2 separate regions of the Mus musculus genome follow, and region 2 is linked to region 1. The links are chromatin contacts, called in public HiChIP or PLAC-seq maps. All regions are on one chromosome and are shown on one strand. Each heading gives the region's core, a stretch centred on a gene start, on an enhancer-like site or on the middle of the called end of the contact. The rest is flanking DNA. Distances are from core to core; before and after follow the strand shown.

What was found. HiChIP or PLAC-seq counts read pairs in DNA pulled down with a chosen protein or histone mark.
Region 2: a contact with region 1 is called in an H3K4me3 HiChIP or PLAC-seq map of forebrain, with 6 times the contacts expected there. The contact joins the promoter of Tafa5 here to the enhancer-like site in region 1. A contact is called at or near these places in 5 of 39 promoter capture datasets (the C10 cell line, embryonic stem cells, hippocampal neurons and 2 more) and 7 of 115 datasets of contacts at active chromatin or transcription factors (SST interneurons, VIP interneurons, embryonic basal ganglia and 4 more).

The regions. Positions count from the first base shown.
Region 1 is chr15:86,850,777-86,853,476 of GRCm38.p6, reverse strand. No RefSeq gene overlaps it. Among named protein-coding and RNA genes, the nearest start is that of Gm35284, 49 kb to the left of the region's middle. Within about 2 kb of position 1,291, at least 9 of the 459 cell types and tissues checked have an H3K27ac peak or open chromatin away from gene starts, as enhancers often do. A contact at or near this core is called in forebrain, where this site is marked.
Region 2 is chr15:87,542,986-87,545,685 of GRCm38.p6, reverse strand. It overlaps Tafa5 (TAFA chemokine like family member 5), which reads right to left and starts at 1,387. Exons shown (of 4, transcript NM_001252310.1): 1 at 1,083-1,387. The coding sequence starts at 1,194. It overlaps Gm35471 (a long non-coding RNA gene), which reads left to right and starts at 1,713. Exons shown (of 3, transcript XR_384322.2): 1 at 1,713-2,224.

The DNA.
Region 1 (2,700 bases), core at 42-2,541:
GGTGGGTGAATGGATAGACAGATAGTGATGGCCGATAGGTGGTTATTATATGGGTGGATGGCTGGGTGAGAGGATGAGCAGATGAGTAGGTGAATGGGTGGCTGGTGGATGGGTAAAGAAAGGTTGGATCAATGGGCTGATGGAATCCTAGTGAGTCAGTATCTAAATTGCTACAACTTGGTCTCCGGGTCCTGAGAGCAAAGTCACCTGGACGGAAACACTCTGAGCATGTGTAGGGAAGATTCTAGATCAGGATAGCTGAGGCAAGAAGACCTACTCTACGTGTGTTAATACCACTTCCTGGCCTGAGGTCTTAGATTTAATTAAAAGGAGAAAGGAGAGCCTGATTATCAATGTCCCTCTCCAGTTCCTTCCTGACTCTGGGCAAAATGTGAGCGGCTCCTGCCGCCATCATGAACTGTATCCCTTCGAACTGTGATCCCATCCTTAAGTTGCTCTGTCAGGAACTTTGTCACAACAACACGAAGGCAGCCAGTAACACTATTCTCACTCTGAGCCTCGGTTTCCCTCCTTATGAGAAAGAAGACTGGATGATATCAGTGACCCTGACTGCCCCGTATGAGCTCGGAAGTCTGAAGCACAGACGAATCTTTGTACAGCCAGACACTCTGCGACACCAACTTTAGAAGAGAGGGAAAAAAATATATTAATGAGGAGAATTCAAAAACAAAGCAGAAACCCTCCTGTCAAAATCAGAGTTCTATTTGTCAGGAAGCTGGGCCAGGGAGGCTGCTAGCTGAGATCACCCACGGCCTCATCTTTATTCATGTAACTCTGCTCAGCAACAAAGGAAATACCTCCATCAGCGCCAGCCTGAAGGGCAAGGAGGGGTTTCTCCAGCTATCTGAGCCGAGGTTGGCCTTCTGCCTTCCCCTTCCTAAAAGAGATGCAGGTGGTTTCCACCAACCTGGGCACCTGTCCCTGGCAGGGAAAGCAGTGGTCAGGTAGACAAGACCAAGAGCTTGTGGCCACCTTCCCCAGCAGGTAGCTGATAGCTGAAGAGATAAGAATGAGAGGCTGGTCTTTCCCTTCCAGCAAGAAATTAGCGTTTTGACAGAGGAGGGGATTTTTTCAGAGATGCAGCCTGGGAACCTGGCTTTCTAATACCGAGACCTGGCATCTATTCCTATTTCAATGGCGTCTGATTCCAGCCACTGGGACTCCCGCGGTTCTTTTCTATGGAATTTGCATCGAGATGATTAGAGACCGTAGGAGATGGGGAGCCAATTTTTTCCCCAGCCCTGAGCTTATCAATGCAGGAGTCAGCACAGAGCTCAGAGCAGACTTCATCTTGTCCTAGGAAACTGCTTCTGCTGCCACCACCCCCCTCCCCCCCCACGCCTATCTGATACCCACTTCAAAATGAAAAGAAGAAAAGTTAATAAAAATCAGAAGGACACCAGACCCATCACTTAGCATCACCGTGGTGATCAAAAAACCGTGTAAGAATACCTTATGGAAGCACTCTGCTTAAAGAATTTCACCCCTGAGAAACAAGTGACTTTCTTCTTCAAAGCTCTGGTGTATCAAAGTCTCCCAGAAAGAGGAGAGTGGGAAGAAGACAGAAATTGGGGTTTGAAGGCATGTTAATGAGTCTTTTCTTGGAAGACAGGAAACCCTGTCTCCATACTGGCTCTTAGCAAGAGACGGCTGCCTAGATGCTTCCGAGAGCCAGGGCTGGGTAAATGGGTTCCAGGCAAATCTCAAGAGAGGACCCCGAGGCAGGAGAGTGAAGGGGAGCCACCACCGGCAGAGGTGGCTCTCCAGGGAAACCTTTCCAAATCAACTTGCTGACAAGGCAGTTGTGGTGTGCAGAAGCCTTCTAAATATTGATCACACATCTGAGAAACAGAACCAGATCCCGCTCGGTCGGTCTTCAAGGAGCAGGGTCGGCTTGGAGTCCAGCCAGCCTGAGTCCCAAGAGTCATGGCTTGAAGCCATGAATGGGGTTTTCAGAATCAGGTTTAACTCCAGGAACCTCTGTGGGGCCTCAGCCTGGGAAACATCCTTCCCCTTAAAACCCTGCTGGCAGGTTATTCCCTTCTGCCGAGCCTCTGAGCTTTGGAGAGCAGGCAGGCCCTGGTTCCTTTCTCCCATAGAGAGGGATGTTTGGGTGGATAGGAGGCTTGCAATCTAGGCTGGGCGCGAGCCCACTTGTAACTGTCTCTCAGGTGACAGTAGCCTAGTGCCTAGGCATAGACTCTGTAAATGTCTTAAGGAGACAGGAGCAAACGCCCTATGAGTGGGCATGCTCTGTGACTACCCCAGAGTAGAGGGTAGCTGAGGGCTCAGCTGGCAGGTCCCCTGCTGCACTTTTCCCCAGAGCCTTTGGCAACCCATGGGTCTTCCCCTGAGCTATGCAACTCTACTCTCCACTGATTCTGGAAGCATCTGCTTCCTGGTTTTAAGCATCTTTCTCTACAACCTGGAGCAGTAAATGCTCTAAAATGCTTCATCCAAACAAATTCCAGGCCAAAATAACATTTGTATAAAAGTGGCCCACGGCAGTTAGCAACTCGTTTATCAAAGACAGCATTGTTACAGTGTAGTAACTTGAGGACCACAGCTGAACATGGGTCTTTAGGAAAGCTTCAGTTTACTTGTTTAGGAAGCCACAGAGCTAATAACAGCTCTTTGTTCCTGGATTCTATGTATCTACAATAGGAGTCTCCTTGGGGT
Region 2 (2,700 bases), core at 138-2,637, 690 kb before region 1:
ATTTCAGAGCTAGGATTGGGAACTAGGAGGCCCCAGGCTCGAGCGATGGCCGGGGAAAGGAGGGAGGAGTGAGAGGAACCACTTGGTGATGGCCTTTTATTTTAAATTAGTAAAGAATCCATATTTTGTCATCACCTCCCTTGCCTGTGGCATTTTTTTCATGACAGGTGTTCACTGGCACTAGTTTTTCTTCCCGCAGAGACGGGAAGGAAGGCAGAAACTGTAACCAGGCAAGCGCCCATCTCTTATAGAGCCTATGCCCGGGACTCTAACCAGCCTCTACCCACCCCAACAGCTTCCGACAGTCAGCAGACACCAGCCAAGATGATGCCTACCCATACTACACCAGCCCCAAGACTGTACCCAGGACTCAGATTATCGGTACCCAGATAAGACCTACTGATAAGATCACCCATCGTCCGGGTCCCAGCCTAAGCCCAGCTCCAGAACCCCGTGCCAGGCTCCGACCAGCCCGCACCTCCCTCCGCAGCCCTTGCCAGACCCACTGGGTCGTCAGTTCATTCCTCCGAACCACCCTTGCAGCGGTAGCGGGCCCTCCCCTCCAGAGGCATCCGTTCCCTTACTTCTCCTTTTACAGAAAGCATCTGGCGAGCCCGCTTCCTAGCAAGGCAGAGGCTCCACCACGCGTCGGAGGAACCCAAGCCGCGGTCCTGCCCGAGGAGTCCCGCTCGGGCTCGGTTGCTGCGTCCCCATAAGTCCCCGGAGGGAGTGTCGCCGGCGGGAAGCTCCGCTCGGTCGCTAGCCTGGGCCGGAGCGGCGACCGCACGGCGGACACCGGGCACCGCCGCGCAGGGACGCGCTGTGCCTGCCTGGGCCTGATGCCGGCCCTGCTGGCTAGTCCGCGGAAGCTCGCCGGGGCTGCTGTGCCCGGCCGCGGAGTGTCTGGACCCCGGAGCCGCCTGCACCAAGCCCTCCCGGGCCAGCGGAACAGCGGCCAAGACCCGGGACCGCGCGCCACGCGCTCGCAACTCCGCACCGACGCGGGGCGCCCCGCCGGGGCTGGGGCTGGGGCCGCTTGGAGGACCCGAGGCCCTTATGGGGCCCGGGTGCACGGTACTCACTGCAGTAGGCGATGAGCAGGCTGGCCAGGATCATGAATGCCCAAAAAGTTGAGGACATGCTGGGCAGGGCGGTCGCATCTTGCCGGCTGCTGGTCCTGGGCGATGGCGCCATTGAAGCCGCGGTGCCCGCGCGGGGGGCAGCAGCGCTTCTCAGCAGCCGGCCCTGCCCGCGCCCCCGCGCCGGCCTCCACGTGCGGGCCCCGCGCGTGCCATCCTCCTCCTCGTCCTCCTCCTCCTCCTCTTCCTCGTCCTCCTCCTCCTCCTCCTTCTCCGCCGCCGCCGCCGCGCCCGGGCCCCGGCCCACTGCGCCCCGCGCCGCCCGCCCCGCGCCGCGCCCGCGCCGCCCGCGCCCGTGCTCGCCCGCCCGGGGACGCCAGCCCGCGGCTCTGGGCGTCGCTGCGCGCCCCGGCTCAGCGCGCCCCGTCACCAGTACGAGGGGCGCGCCTGGAGCGCGTGCCCGGCGTGGCGGGGCCTCGCACTGGCCCGGGACCGGCGAGGGAGGCGAGCAGAGGGGACGCCGCGCCCTAGCCGAGCCTCTGGATGGCGACAGAGACGGCCCAGCATCCTCGTAGCCTGGGCTCTGGGCGCGCAAGACCCTCAGGGCCAGCGGGAAGTTAGGTGACTTGGGACCCCCTTCCCCCCCCCCCCCCCCCACGCGAGAGTCTTCCACCAAAGGCCTGGGACGCTGGGGTCCCAGACCTTGTTTGGTATTGATCCGGAAAGTGAACCGAAAGTTTATTCAAAGCAAATAATGCTTTCAGCCTGTTTCCCATTTGTGCCCAGCACCAGGGCTCCTGAGTATGCCTTGTTGCTCTGAGCCCACCAGAGAGCATCTGAGCGCACCTGCACCCTGTCTCTAGAACTTGCCATCCTGTGGGCTCTGTGTGTCTACCCTAAGAAGACATTCCTTTGCATCTTCCTGATGCACTTCCTTGACTCCCGTGTACCACAGCCTCTGCCCCCAGGCCATGGCCTGTGGTTCCTCTCTCTCATCCATTTTCCAGAGTGTGTGCAGGATAAAGTCCCTGGTCTGGTTTTCTGAGGAGGGTAGCGAAGACTACAACTCTGATGTGCATTCCTGCCGTTGGACAACGGGTTTGCCCCTGTAAACCAGCGGAATCGGGTCACTTCCACTTTCCCTTGTAAGTTCCTTGCACTCCAGGAAGAAACTCTAAAAGCTGGTGTTTTCCCCAGGTGGCCCTGTAGGTCCATGGCCATGAAGGTCGATTCCATTCCCTTCCTGTGCACCAGTGAACATGCTAACAGCAGGCCCAGTTAGGCTTCTCATTGGTGTTTGTTCTGCATGGGAAGGGGTGGTACCCCCACACAAGATCTCATTAGAAATGGAGGCTTTTCCCCACAAGCTACTTGGTGCATACCAGCATAAGCCTTTCCCCTTGCACCCTGGTCCAGTGTGGCATTTAAACAGACCAGGACATAGAGAACGTTGCTGAGGGGCTGAAGGAGGGCAAGTACCCAGGTTGTATACATACGCAGACACATACGCACTCCACATGCGCACCATGTTCATGCACACACGCACACCACATAGCTGAACTCCATACACACTCCACTTGGATACATGCATGCCACAAGCTTGTTTCTACACAAGCTACAT